3 separate regions of the Zea mays genome follow, and all the other regions are linked to region 2. The links are chromatin contacts, called in public Hi-C maps. All regions are on one chromosome and are shown on one strand. The core of a region is the stretch at or near the end of the contact, and the rest is flanking DNA. Distances in the headings are between cores, read along the strand shown.

What was found. Hi-C and Micro-C count contacts between places; a contact is called where the count stands out from the background.
Region 1: a Hi-C map of leaf mesophyll shows a contact between it and region 2, with 2.8 times the contacts expected there. The contact joins the promoter of LOC100283836 here to the promoter of LOC100304296 in region 2. A contact is called at or near these places in 5 of 25 Hi-C or Micro-C datasets (bundle sheath, ear, endosperm and 2 more).
Region 3: a contact with region 2 is called in a Hi-C map of ear, with 3 times the contacts expected there. The contact joins the promoter of LOC103644989 here to the promoter of LOC100304296 in region 2. A contact is called at or near these places in 2 of 25 Hi-C or Micro-C datasets (ear and tassel).

What each region holds. Positions count from the first base shown.
Region 1 is chr1:158,901,711-158,906,637 of Zm-B73-REFERENCE-NAM-5.0, reverse strand. LOC100283836 reads left to right here and starts at 2,076. Exons shown (of 8, transcript NM_001156734.1): 1 at 2,076-2,276; 2 at 3,170-3,326; 3 at 3,484-3,561. The coding sequence starts at 3,178.
Region 2 is chr1:158,216,857-158,221,208 of Zm-B73-REFERENCE-NAM-5.0, reverse strand. LOC100304296 reads left to right here and starts at 2,866. Exons shown (of 4, transcript NM_001361280.1): 1 at 2,866-3,185. The coding sequence starts at 2,910.
Region 3 is chr1:159,095,150-159,099,377 of Zm-B73-REFERENCE-NAM-5.0, reverse strand. It overlaps LOC103644989, which reads left to right and starts at 1,946. Exons shown (of 14, transcript XM_035964116.1): 1 at 1,946-2,490. The coding sequence starts at 2,482.

The DNA of each region.
Region 1 (4,927 bases), core at 827-3,326, 690 kb before region 2:
TAAAATCTGATCTCTGGTATTTCCTCTTTTGAGGAGGTACTTCTGGGTAATAACTGAGTTTATTACTAAAACTTGGCTCTACTACTAATAATAAATGTTTGACCAACTAAAAGCAACTGCTTAACCTCAACTCCATATACAGCTAGTCCACTTTAGCCAAACGGGACATTTGCTGAGTACGTTGATGTGTACTCACCCTTGCTTTACACACCACCCCCACCCAGGTTGTCCCTGGTGTACCTAATGCTCAATAGGTGATGCTGGCAACATGGATGACTTCGAGGAGTTCCAGGAATATGACGAGTTCTAGTTCTTCCTTAGTGGCAAACCCCTAGTCAGCTGCCTGTGTAGGCTTAGCATCTACGTTCCGTATTTCCACACTTTGATAGTTATGTTGAACAATTGTTATGTAATAGACACTGTGGATGTCTTGGACACCTTGATGTAATTAAGTACCTTTCCGTTATTTAATTCGAGCATTGTGTGATGATGTCCAATTATGTAATCGCTGTGTACGTGAGTTTCTGATCCTGGCACGTACATGGTTCGCATTCGGTTTGCCTTCCGAAACCGGGTGTGACAGTTTTCTATGGGTAAGAGCCATGCCACCCTGATTGTGTCTCGTGATCAGGGCGACATCGTTCTTGTTCGTTGATCGCGTCTCGTGATCAGGGCGACGTCGTTCTTGTTCGTTAAAATCTTTGTGTTCTCTCATACTGAAGCGTTTTTATGGTGAGAAGCACTAGTTATCGTAGTATTTACAAGAAAATGTCGGCAGATTTGTCATATTTATGTGTTGTCTGCCGAACAGAAACGTTTAGCCGCCCCAACACGAATTCTCAAGTGTAAGGGCGGCGCCTCACTTTGTTTCATCTAGTGGATCTGATCTGTTATGGTTAGTCTTTGATCCATCAAGGATCTATTTAATATCTACATAGTTAGGCCTTGCATACGGGTTGGATGTTCTGGTAACATGCTGGATACTTCGTGTTGGCTCGGGTAGGGATTGTTTCGGAAATCGGCTTACGCTGGTTTTTAGGCCTCTCATCCGGTCGACACTTGGATGTCTGTCACTCTTGCTAGGCCCAGCTATGTGCAGGATTTTCCGACTGTGCAATGAAACTTTAACCATAGTGGTTTGGGTGTACCTGGTGCAAGCAGAGCGAGGTCTCAAGAGCCATCGACTCCATGCTCGCTAGCGTGTGGATCTGATGCGAGCCTGGGGAGACGATCGACTTCTTACAACCAATATGACTCGGGGAGCCAAACATGGCTCAAACTAACGTTTGCATGTGTTTGTGTATGCAAGAAACCAACTCGGAGCACATCGACACCCTCCTGATCGGGTATAGGTCAGGTGGCACGCTAGGAGAACCTCAAAGCCAGGCCGTACGCCAAGATCCGAGCCGCTGATCGAGGGACCGGGGCCCGCTAGCCGTCCTGAAAAGCCTCCCGGCTCCTCGTGTTGCCTGTTGTCTCTCAACTGTGGGTTTCGGGTGGCAACATATCCAAATCGAGATTAGATCTTTAATATACACACTTTAAAAGTTTACGAACCGTATTAACACACCCGCTCAAGTCAAGGGACCAAAAATGCTCTTTACTCTATATACAAACGTAGGACACTTAATACTAGTTTGCATTAGGGGCATGTTTGGTTCAACTTTTTTTCTGAGGCTGGCTATGGAGAGAATCTGAGTATCGTACGTGCGGGGGAAGATAAAAGAGTCTATGGAGTTTAGGATGTAGAAAGTGATGGTTCGCTACTATCGCAGATTTTGGACAGTTTTTACTAAAATGTTTTTTTATAGAAGTGGACGGAAAAACCGAGCATTTGCAGTCTAGCAGGTTCTAATGGCTAGAAGCTCAAAAAAAGTGGAACAAACATAGCCTAGGTTTGCTAGTTGGAAGAGGTGTAAAGAAGCAAATTCAGAAACGGACAATAGTCAAAGGAATAATTGGATCTCGTAGTTAAATTCCTAGACAGGCCAGCGCCGGCCCACCGGCGCGATGCCGGGCAAAGGCCGGAGCGCCTATATACTCTCTTATCAAGGCACGGGCGCACGGCACGGCCCATCACCCATCACGTATCGCTCCCTCCCTCGGCCCTCGATCGTACGGCGCGAGCGTTGCGCTCCACGCCTTCCTCTTCCTCGTCTGGCATCGCGAACCGCCGCACCCCACCCACCCGCCCACAGGCCACAGCCCACCCCCTTCTCCAGGTCTCTCCCCGGCGGCGGCGGGTGCGGTTCTCCGGCCATCACCGTGCGCACCAGGTAACTCCCTATCTCTCACTCCCTTCGTTTCTCTCTCAGTGCACCACGGCTGTCCATAAGTGGGCGCGCTCTTGTGGAGACCTTTCGCCGCAAACCCTAGCTGTGCAACGCACCGATAGATCCGTCATTACGGTTTAGATCTGCACGGGAGTAGTTACAACTAGTATTCCTCAACTAGCGAGGAGCTGTTTACTAGTTGCGGGATTACGAGGGGTGATTTTTCTCCACTGGGAATTTTAGATCTCGATTGCCTTTTGCGACGACTTGTTAGACTTGTTTGGGTTATTGTCCAAGCTGAGACTTGTAGGTGCACCAACGCCAATGCTTTCGCTAACGGCTAAGTTGTGTTGTGAGGTGATTGTGCTTTATCTTAGCGGGTCGTCTGAGGATTTGCCGGGTTATGCTTTTGATCTGTAGCGCTCCTCATTTTGTTTTACTCTAGGTTTAAATTAGACCGTTTGCCGATTCTTATTTGGAACTGCAATTTAATAACTGGACTGGAAAGACCATACCTCTGCTTTGTCTATTTTGGTTTAGTTAGTCAGAAAGAAACAGTGAACATACATGTTAATGCAGTTTCCATTGTAATACTTTGCCTCATCCTGTGGTTTAAGATTAGCATGATCTATTCTATGCCATGTCACCGGTGAATTTTTAAGTTGTTTGTCATTTTCAAGCATCTGATGAACTGTGCATCAAATGGCGATGAACACTCATTTTTGTTTTGTTATACATGACTTCAGTGCCCATGAATGATTTTGTATTTGTATGTTCTAGCCTGTAAGCTATACGCAGGCTGAATTGTAATGTACGACAATACACCACTCATAAGTCTGATTTACCGAGCCTGTATTTTTATTAACATGGTCTGTTATGTTTCGGTGCAATTACAGGAAAAACTATGAGGAGGTACAGCCCCCCTTATCGCAGCCCCCCCAGGAGGGGATATGGTGGCAGAGGAAGAAGCCCCCCTCCTCCCAGGAGGGGATATGGAGGACGCAAGGAGGGTAGTGGAAGCCTTTTGGTCCGCAACATCCCATTAAGTGTCAGGTACAGAAACTGTGCATGCAAAACAGTGTACTTTTTCCTTCCATCTTTAAAAGAATAAATTGATCTTCATTTTATGACATACTGTTTTAAATAAAGAACCGAATACTCCTATGATACTTGAGTAGTTGACTTTAATTTTCTTCTCAAACTTTGTAAGAGCGGAGGATCTTCGAGTTCCTTTTGAAAGGTTTGGCCCTGTTCGGGATGTTTACATTCCAAAGGACTATTACTCTGGGTAAGTTGTACTAAATCACCATATTCTGTGAGTTATGTCTTAATTCCTCAAAAAGATAGCTATTGCTGTTTCTATAATGTTTGGAGCTTTAAATAGTTGGAGACCTGGCTAGTTTTTCTTGGTCATAATCAACAACAAGAAGAACATCAAAGCTTTTTATCCCAAGCAAGCTGGGTATGCTAGAGTTAAAAATCCAATAGAACCCACAAGTCAAGGTTCGGGCACATGGATGGGTATATCCTATCATCTCAAGTCTCTTTTCATTGCCTCTTTCCATGTCAACTTTGGTTTTCCTCTTCCTCTCTTCTCGTTGCTTCGTGCCTTAGGATCCCACTACGTACTGGCGCTTCTAGAGGGTCTCTGTTGGACATGACCAAACCATCTCAACCATAGTTATTAAGGCGGTAAGGCGACCGACCCCCTTTTACCTTTCATCGGGTAAAGTGTAAGGTGAGGCAACACCTCATTTATATAGATATAAATATAAATAAAAAATAGACCAAATATTATATATATCAATAATTCAAAGTTAATAAGCAATCTAGCACAATTGTAAAGTCTATTAGGCCCATTTCGACATAGTAGAAGAGAGAAATAGGAAAACAGAAAAAGAAAAAAGCCCACAACCAGCTGTCCAGCCCAACACACTAGTTTTATGATAAACCTACCGCCAGCCTCAGCCGCTCTCCACTCTCAGCTGCCAGCGCAGCTGTCCTCTCTCCCTCTCCCCTGCGCCGCCGCCGCACTTCTACCGGAGCCCTTCGCGCTGCTAGCCTCAGCCACTCTCCTATCTCTCCCTCTCTCGCAGCTCTCCTCCTCCTCTCCCCCGCGCTGCCGCCGTGCATTTCCCGGAGCCATGCGCGCCGCAGAGCCTCCTCACACTCACACCTTACTCTCGCGGGCAAGGTGACAGGATGCCTTATGAGTCCAAGCCCGCCTTACCTCTTAAGCGTCACTTTAGGGACGCCTTAATAGCCTTGATCTCAACCGATGTTGGACATGTCCAAACAATCTCAACCGATGTTGAACAAGCTTTTCTTCAATTGGTGTTGTCCCTAGCCTATCAACCTCTTGGTCATAATCGTCAAACTAATTTTCTAGAGGCATGAATTATAGAACTGACATCCTATATTTAACAAAGTGAACACTAGTGCATACTTCAGTTTCAGTGCAATGTCTAATTTGCAATGTGTTTGGTGCGCTTAAGCTCTGATGAGTCTCATGTTATTTTTTTTGCAATCGACTTGCACCATCAATTGATATCTAACAACATGATGGAGTATGAACTTGTACTCTGCTTTCCCATAGCCAATTCATCATTGCACTATGTGGATTATATTTTCTTAATGATTCCCAGGGTTGTGTT
Region 2 (4,352 bases), core at 1,617-4,116:
AGGGGTGACCGACCATTTGAAGTAAGAGTGCACCTTGATGATGTGTTGCCCAAGTGGTGTAGCTTCTAGTCTCTACTCACATATGAATGCTAGAGACCACATTCAAGCATGTGAGAGTGATACCTAGTGCATTGCAATGAACAGTTGTACAAGTGGCACTAGTTGGTCGAGTTGCAAGCCAGTGACACTTATTACTCCTAGAGGTTGCCACCTCCTAGACACCTTAGAAGTTGTGGCTCCATGGAATCCCATGTGAAGTTGTGCATGGCTCTGGAGAAGGCTTTGTAAGGGATAACATGCTCACCTTTCAAGAGAAGAGCAACACTAGTAGAGGTAGGTGTGTAGAGCGCCCAATAGTTTGTGTTAGATCAAGCGCTAGAGCCTAGGTGTGAGCACTTCACATGGGAGAATGTGACTTGCTGGTCAACACTATCAAGAGGATCGACGGTAGTCTTAAGCTTGCCTTAATGAAGAGTAGGTGATTAGAAAATCACTGAAGTTCAAGAGAAAGATCATCGTACCAAAAGCCATCCTTCCATTGGTGTACAGACTCCCTAACATTAGCTTGTTTATATTTGAGCTAATGATTAGTATTGTTCTTATGACTAGTTTACTTGTGTAGTAAAATAGTTGCTATCTTATACTTGTAAGTTTGTGTAACTTAATAAATTTATCTAACTTATGTAGTTAAGCTATTTACCTCACTAGTTTTAGCTTATGTAGCCTTGCTAGTTGAGTAATGTTAATGTGCTTAAGCTTTGCATCTTTTATTCACCAGTACATGTAGGAGCTCTCAGATTGATTGAATACTATTTGTATATATTCGTACAAGTTCATCAAAAAGATTTGTTTTGGTGAGCTCTATCTAGATCATCACTTTAGTTGTTTAACTAAGATCTTTATAGGATACCAATAATATATGTTGAGGTATAACCTTAGCTAGATCGATAAGTTTAATTTTGCCGTGTCTAAAATTATAGAAATGCCTATTCATCCCTCTCTTTCTACAGTTTCAAAGTTCATAGATCTAATTGACAAGTTTAGACACCATCAATGCATTTAACTTAAAAATCAACATGACTAGTGCATGGGCGTTCACGGTTGGTTTTCATCCAGACGCCAATGAGGACCACCACTGCAAACATCAATGATATACTAATGAAACATGCCAGATTACTATTGGAAACATGTACAATATCATGAAGAAAGATACATCATTGCAATACCAGCAAACACATGAAATACACAACTAAAACATCTACAAAAACATGAAACTTGTATAACATATAGTTGCAACGATACAATATGTTTATTACTTGGATGTGGTGGTGTGCGATGCCTTACTGGTGCAGCAGTGACAACACACGAAGCTCATCCACGCGGCAACGTGCGCCGCTCATCCACACAACAACACAAAGATCGTTAGTGCAAAGCTCACCGGTGCCACATAGGTCTAGCATGAACAAACAATAGTTCACCCAATGTGGCGTGACACAACGACAGTGGGTCGACGTGCGGTGCGCAGAGCTCAGGGAGAGGGTGTTCGAACACATTGTAAAAATATCTTTAAATAATTCTAAAAAAATTTCTTAACTGGTTTGAATTTTTATTTAGAGATCTATCTGAACAGAAAACCACGTTCTATATCTTTTCACTTAAAACAAAATTTCCCTTTGTTTTCAATAATATAATAAAAATAGAGGATGTCGGCAGAATAGAACAAAGAGCAACAACCAAAATCTAAGCACAGTTTTCACCTTTACATAGCTTTTCATTCATCTTTCTACGCCATGCTCAGCAGAGTATGTATATGATCGTATAAAACACTTTTGATATAACTGCTTTAAGAAGGCTGTTAGCTTGATAAGACTATCTCCAGTAGACTCTCTGTCTTACCTTAGAACATCTTCAACAATAAACTCTAAACTAGAGTCCTAAAATTTGAAATAGAATCGTATTTAGTGTTTAAGGCCTCAAAAGAACTTTTTACTCCAACAGTTAGGCTTTAAATAATGCTATTTATAAAATAAATTATGTTATTAGAAAATAAATGGTTGAAGCTCAAGAGAAAACGAGAATATGACTCCAGTATATAAGGTACTATATTTAGAACCCGAGAGATTGAGCTCTATAATCGTTTGATGGAATTTTATAAAATAGGATCACAGTTAAAAAGTGTGTTTTATGGTTCTTAGCCATATTTAAAATAGTATCCAGTTTAGAGCAACTCCAAGATATTAAATATATAGTTTTATAAAGGTAAATTTAGCTAATATTAGAAGAAAAACGTATCCAATAGACTCTGTAAATGAATCTTCAAATTTAGTGACTCTCTATTTTTGAATAGGCTGCTTCACTCTCCCTTCAATTTATAGGTTTATCGAGTCTCTTGGATTAACCTACAATTTTTCTGTTAAATCGGTTTTAAAGAGTAGCTAAATCAGTAAATTTGACTAAGTTAATCTTTCAGAGTTGCTCTGAGAATCTCTCTTTGAGATGCTTTTATATTTTAAACTTTACTCTATAAATAATATGGTCCACATTATAACTAATTTTTTTTGCATGCAATTGACAGGCCGGTCGCGGTTAGTGGTCGCCGGTGGCTTCGGACCTTCGGTAGGCGTTGGGCGCCGGCCGATGCACCCGCACCGCATCCGTAGGATACGAGCGGCGACCCGGACCGGACGGACGCGAAAATCAGCTGCCGTGGAGGTGCGGGCAACTCCAACGACGCGATCCGGCCCGCCCGCGACGCTGACACGACCGCGGGACCCACCCAATACGACGCCACTACCCCGCTTTTCTCGCACCTATTTACCGCCCCTGCCACTGTCTCCTTTCCCTCTGACTAGTCACCTGTTGGCAGGGTCCGGTTCACGCCGCGGCGGCTCGACTGGACTCCCCTCGTCATGGCCGGCGTCAGCGGCCGCGGGGCCGCGGAGAGGGTGGCCGCCGCCGTGGAGGCGGTGGGATCCGGTGGCTGGGAGTTCCGAAACGCGTACAGGCGCCAGCTGCTCGCGCTGTCGCGGCGGATCCGGCTCCTTGGCCCCTTTGTCGAGGAGCTCCGGGAGGTACCCTGTGTACCCGCGGTGGAACCGGAGCGGGCGCTGGCGGTGCTCGCCGACGCGCTGGAGGAGGCGCTCGACCTGCTCCAGCTCGGCCGCGACGGGAGCAGGATATTCCTGGTACGCGCTTACTTGTTGCTCTCGCCTTCTCTAGTTCCTCATCTATGCTGGATTCCAGATGCTTGGCTGCCTGTGCGACCTTTTAGTATTATTTTTAAGATAAAAAACTGCGCTCTTAAGCTTCACTCACTTTGTATCAAGTGTGCAGATATTTGAATGAAAATCCTGATTTTAAGCTTCCTGTCCTTCCTATTCCATGCTACCGTAGCAGCTATCGTTATTTTACCTGGCGTATACTTTGCTATGGATCCTATTTCAATGAAAAAAATATATCGTTGAGGTTTTAGCTTTAGGTGCGTTCCATTTCAGTATCCAAGATATTCCCCCTTAATCCCTTAATCCCCTCCAATCCCCTCCAATCCCTGATCCTTGGTCACCAAATCAGCCCTTAAGCTTATATGCCAGAGGCCGACTCTGCCCTGTGGACCCACGCACACGTACGAAATACCAACACAAAAAAAAACGTATATGCCACCTTGCTCGAGCCCCGTCCGCTGGATCCGTCCCTGCTTGTACACTTGTTGACACAGTACTGGCTGTGACATATGATCATTCCTTGCTTTTGCGGCCTAGTTTGCTAGGCTTAGCAGACATTTTTTTATTTTATCAGCTTGGTCTTATGGTCAAAGTTTTGATCTTTTGTTGGTGAGCAATTTGTATTGTTTGGCTTTGGTTAGTTCATTAAGAATTTGGGATTAAGTGACAAACTTATCGTCAAGGTTATTAAAGCGATAAAATGTTGAGGCGCTCATGAGAACTTTTTGACTTTAAAACGTTTAAGCGAGCTTTAAAACGTCTTTTTAAACAACATGGACAAAATTGAATATAACTTAATTTCATGTAACAATATAACATGTCCACAACCACACTACCACAAATCCACAATTACATAAGTTCAAGTGCTCAACTAATAGCAACTAGCAAAGCGACAACCACAAATAAAGTGGAATGAAATGTGCAGTAGTCCACAATCACAAACATAGCACAAAAGCAACTAAAGTGGAATGTAATGTCCACAACCACAGACGCATTAGCATCACTACTGTTTGCCGTTTTTAGTCCGCAAATAACCAAAACCAGAGGAGAATGTGAGCAGGGAAGGGGAGGAGGATGAGAGCAGGGATAGGGACAGCTAACAGAGGCAGAGCAGGGAGGCGACTGAGCTAG
Region 3 (4,228 bases), core at 697-3,196, 880 kb before region 2:
GAAGGTTGGGACCCATTATTTGAAGAAGTCAAAGTTTTTTGTGGGGAAGCTAGTATTGATATACCAAATATGGATGGTCCAATACCAAGATTTGGTCAGTCAAGAAGAGGACGGAGAGACAATATCACTCAAGATCATTTTTACCGTGTTGATATCTTCTATGCTAGTATGCTACTACTGACTCTCTTATAACAGAGTTGGATCATCGATTCAACCAGTTATGCTCTAAAATGCTTACTTGCTTTGCTTGTCTTGATCCAAGAGATTCAATTAACAAGTTTCATGTGAATAAGCTTGCTCGTCTTACGGAGATATGTTTGTAGGATTTCTCTTTTGACGATCGCAAGTTAATCAAAGATCAATCACAGACATTTATTGTTCATGTGCGAAGAGTTGACCGACTCAAAGCTTGTCATGATCTTGCAAGCCTAGCAAAAAACAATTGCTGAAATTGGCAGGGATACTGTATTTCCTTTGGTCTATGACTTGTTGAGTCAGCGTCGCTACTGCCAATAGCAACAAACACGGTTGAAAGGGCTTTTTCTGCCAAGAAAGTTATCAAAACCGAGTCGCGCAACAAAATGGGTGATTCTTGGCTTAATGATTTAATGGTGATGATCTACATCAAGAGGAAACTATTCAAAGGGCTTGATCTTCAAAGTATTAAGAAGGCATTTCAGATTAAGAAGAAGGACATGCAAATATAATTGTCTAGGTCTACAAGACGTATTCAGCAAAATTAGAGGCATGGCTTTATATTCCGTACCAAAATACAATTTGTTTTAGACTAAATATATATTCATTAATTAACATGTGAATGTAGTTTGTATGTGTGTCTACATACATTATCATATATTCGAATGCAGATGGGAAAAAAGAAGGCTAAAAAGAACTATATTTTAAGATGGAGCCGGTGTTATTTACCACTGTATGTTTTGTAGCAATTTATTCTCGTTTTAGACAATATTCGGTTTTTTCATATATATCACGAGTTCTTGTTTTTATAATTTGATTGGTTGTGCGCTTAGAGCCATACTTTGATTTTTTTTCCGTCGTCGCAACTTATTTCAGAGTTACTTTTATTTGTTGTACCACGTACGAGGTGAGTACTGAGTACGTATATACACATGCGGTAACCCTTTGTAAAGAAAAAGAAAAGAACTCAAGGTAATGAGTAACGAGAACCCGTGCAAAACGTGACACAAGGAACAAACAGAAATCAAGAAGAGGAGGCTGCCTACACCTGGAAGCTGCTCCGTCAATGCATCACCATCGAACAGGCCCGTCTCTGCAGGCACAATGCACTTGGCCAGTTGGACGTGCTCACCCTTCCTACCCCTCTCGGCTCTGGCGTCATCATCGCCAAACCGCACCTCCCGGCTCGCCTGCCAAGGACGATACGCGGGTCCCACTGGTAATCCCCCTCCTCCTACGCTTTTGCAGGCTGCACTGCAGCTCCGATTGCATGCACGGTCGCTCGCTCCCACTCCCGATCCAAGAGCCAAGACCCTAGACCCTAGACCCTAGACGGCCACACGGACACCACCGTCCACTGACTGACACTGACACACGGGCTCAGAGCTCTCATCCTGGCTCCCAGCCCCACCAGCCAGCGTCCATACGGGGAATCTTCTAGAGAGGCCCCCGCCGGGGCAGCGCTGCCACCCGATCCCTGACACAGGAGCAGCGAAACCGGAGCTCGCCGCAGCACCGGAACGCGGGGGGAAACAGCGAGGACGCTCTCCAAAGTCCGTTTCCGCCTCTCCGGCCCACGCATACGCATCCTTCTCCAGAACCCGTCCGTCCGTCCGCACGCCCGCCTCTCACCGCTTCACCGGCAGCTTCTCCCGGCTGCACGCCGGCCCGCCACGTGTGACGTGCCCCACTGGCTCGAATCAGACGGCGGCAGGTTCATATATACATGGCAGCACGCACCACGGAACGCGACGAGACGAGGCAATGTGGACGGGCGTTGCTGGTTAATTGGTTGGTTGGTTGGTTGGTTTGGGTTCTGGACTCTGGAGTTTCCGTGGCGCGGCCGGTCGCAGTCGCAGCGGCCCGGTTGCCCGAAACGGCAAAGAGGAAACGGGTGACCCGGCTGGCCGTGCGCAAGGCGACAAGGAGGGTTTCAAGCGGGGAGGGAGAGCCGGAGAGGGAGGCAAAAGCTGTGACGGGTACGGGAGTGGGTAGAGCCAACTCGCCAGAGTGCCAGAGACAAGAGAGAGGGCTGGGGGGACAGCGCCACAGCGGCGGCAGAAAGGAGAGGTTGCTGCCCCCGCCGTGGTGAGTGAGTAGAGTACAGAAGAGAGGATCGCGAAGCCTGAAGCAGTTTTTGGAGGAGGGCTGCCACATAAAGCGGCGAGTGGGCGATCGAGTGGTCCGCGTGGGGTGCACAAGGAGGAGGACGATCCTTCGGGGACGGATGCCAGCGCCCGTGCCGTGCGAGGACGACGGAAGAGCCGCGCCGCGCCTGGAGCACGCATGGGAGAGGTGAGCTCATCGCCCGCCGTTGCATGGGCGATCACGAGTCGCGAGAGCTACCTAGCTATAGCTATGCCAATGGCGTGGCGCTCCAGCGCTCGGCTGTCCTGTTCTCAGCTTGTTCGTCGCCGCACGCATGCGTCGCCGCTGGGGTTTCTGTCCGCCTTTCTGGAGTATAGTAGTGCGTGCAGTTGCATGCTGTTCTCGTGTGATTTCGTCGGTGGGTTGGTGTGCGTCTGGTTTAGTGGTTTGGACACTCCTGGCTTGCGGTTTTTTCGGTGGATTCGGTTTCCTCGCGAATGTGGTGCGCGCTTCTGCTGCCTGACGCCGCCGATGATGGTTCGCCGAGGCGAGCGGCCGTGGATCAGCTGGAATTTCACTCTCCCTTTTCTTCGTTTTTTTTCTGGAGTTGCGATCGCTGACGACGATCGAGTGCGCGCGCGTTTGTGTTCCGCTCTTCCACGCTGTGATCCCGAGGGGGCTCAGCGGGATTTGAGGTTTTCTAGGGGGGCTCTCCTGCGATTCTGCTCGGGTTCTTCGCTCGCGGGGGTTTTTTTTTCTCGCCGCGGCCGTGTGTTTCCTAGCTCGCAGCATGTAGCGCGAGCGCCTGGAGGTTTCCGCTAGGAATTCCGGCCATTTCGCTGAGTTTTCTCTGCTGCTCCTCTCGATTTTGTGCTTCTTCGACCCGCGCCGCGGCTCATCCCGGCGGATAGATAGATTCTACCGGTTGTGGTTTGATGGTTTGTTGCTTTTAGGGTTTCGTTTGGCCTCGGCGTTTTACCGTCCTTTTGGCATCGGAAGGTGGTTGGAGCTCAGCTCGTCTACATCGCGGCCTTTTCCTGTGACGTTTGGTTTGGTTTTGATCGAAACCTCGTCGTCGCCATTGCTCTGATTGCTTGCCTTTTCCTGTGCCGCGGTTTACACCGATCGATTTCGGTGGTGCTGGGTTGCTTTTGCGGCCGTGTTGACGGAGAGGATTAAGTTTCAGCTCAATAATGTGGGAGCTTCAGCAGCACCGGGCAGATGAATTTTCTGCTCTGATCGCCCTCTCCATGTGCAGCCCCTCCCATCGCATTCTATTTCTAGCTTTACTTTTGGGTTTGGGTTTTGGGGTTTTCCATGGCTTGCTGAGTTTTTACTAGGCAGGTTCACGCGCTAATGACGTTTCAGTGCGGTTCGATGCGATCCCACCATCATCCATGCTATTTATGGGATTCCTTCGGTGGTTGGGACGTTTCGTATGCTTCCCCGTTCAGAAGATTGCTGCCTACTACTATTTCCTAGGTGATGGATTCAGATGAAGAAAAATCTTTGGAACAAATCTCTTGCGTGGCTGGGTCGTAGCTTCGTATCTGGTACCAGTCCGTGTCGCGTCATTCGCATCAACGTACGTAGACCTGACCAGTGACCATCTATCTATTGCTGATGTGACCGAGCTCTATGTGGTGTCCTTGTGATTTGACCATGGTCTACAGGCTTTGGTGTGAAAGTCTTGTCTCTTCTGCTTGTACACATGGGGTCGTCAAATGGTTACCTAGCAAAGCATTCCGTTTTTGTGTCTATGGAGCAGCTTGACTGGCTGCATTTTTGTTTTTTCTCGTGAGATTTCGGATTCTTTTTTTTTTCAGTTCCGTGCTGTGCTTGAAGTTGAGTAATTTTGGATGTTCGTTTTTAACCTTTTTCGTCAGTTGTTTGGGTAGTGCAGTAAAGCAGTAGCAATTTTTCTCATTCTCCGCAAGGTGACTGA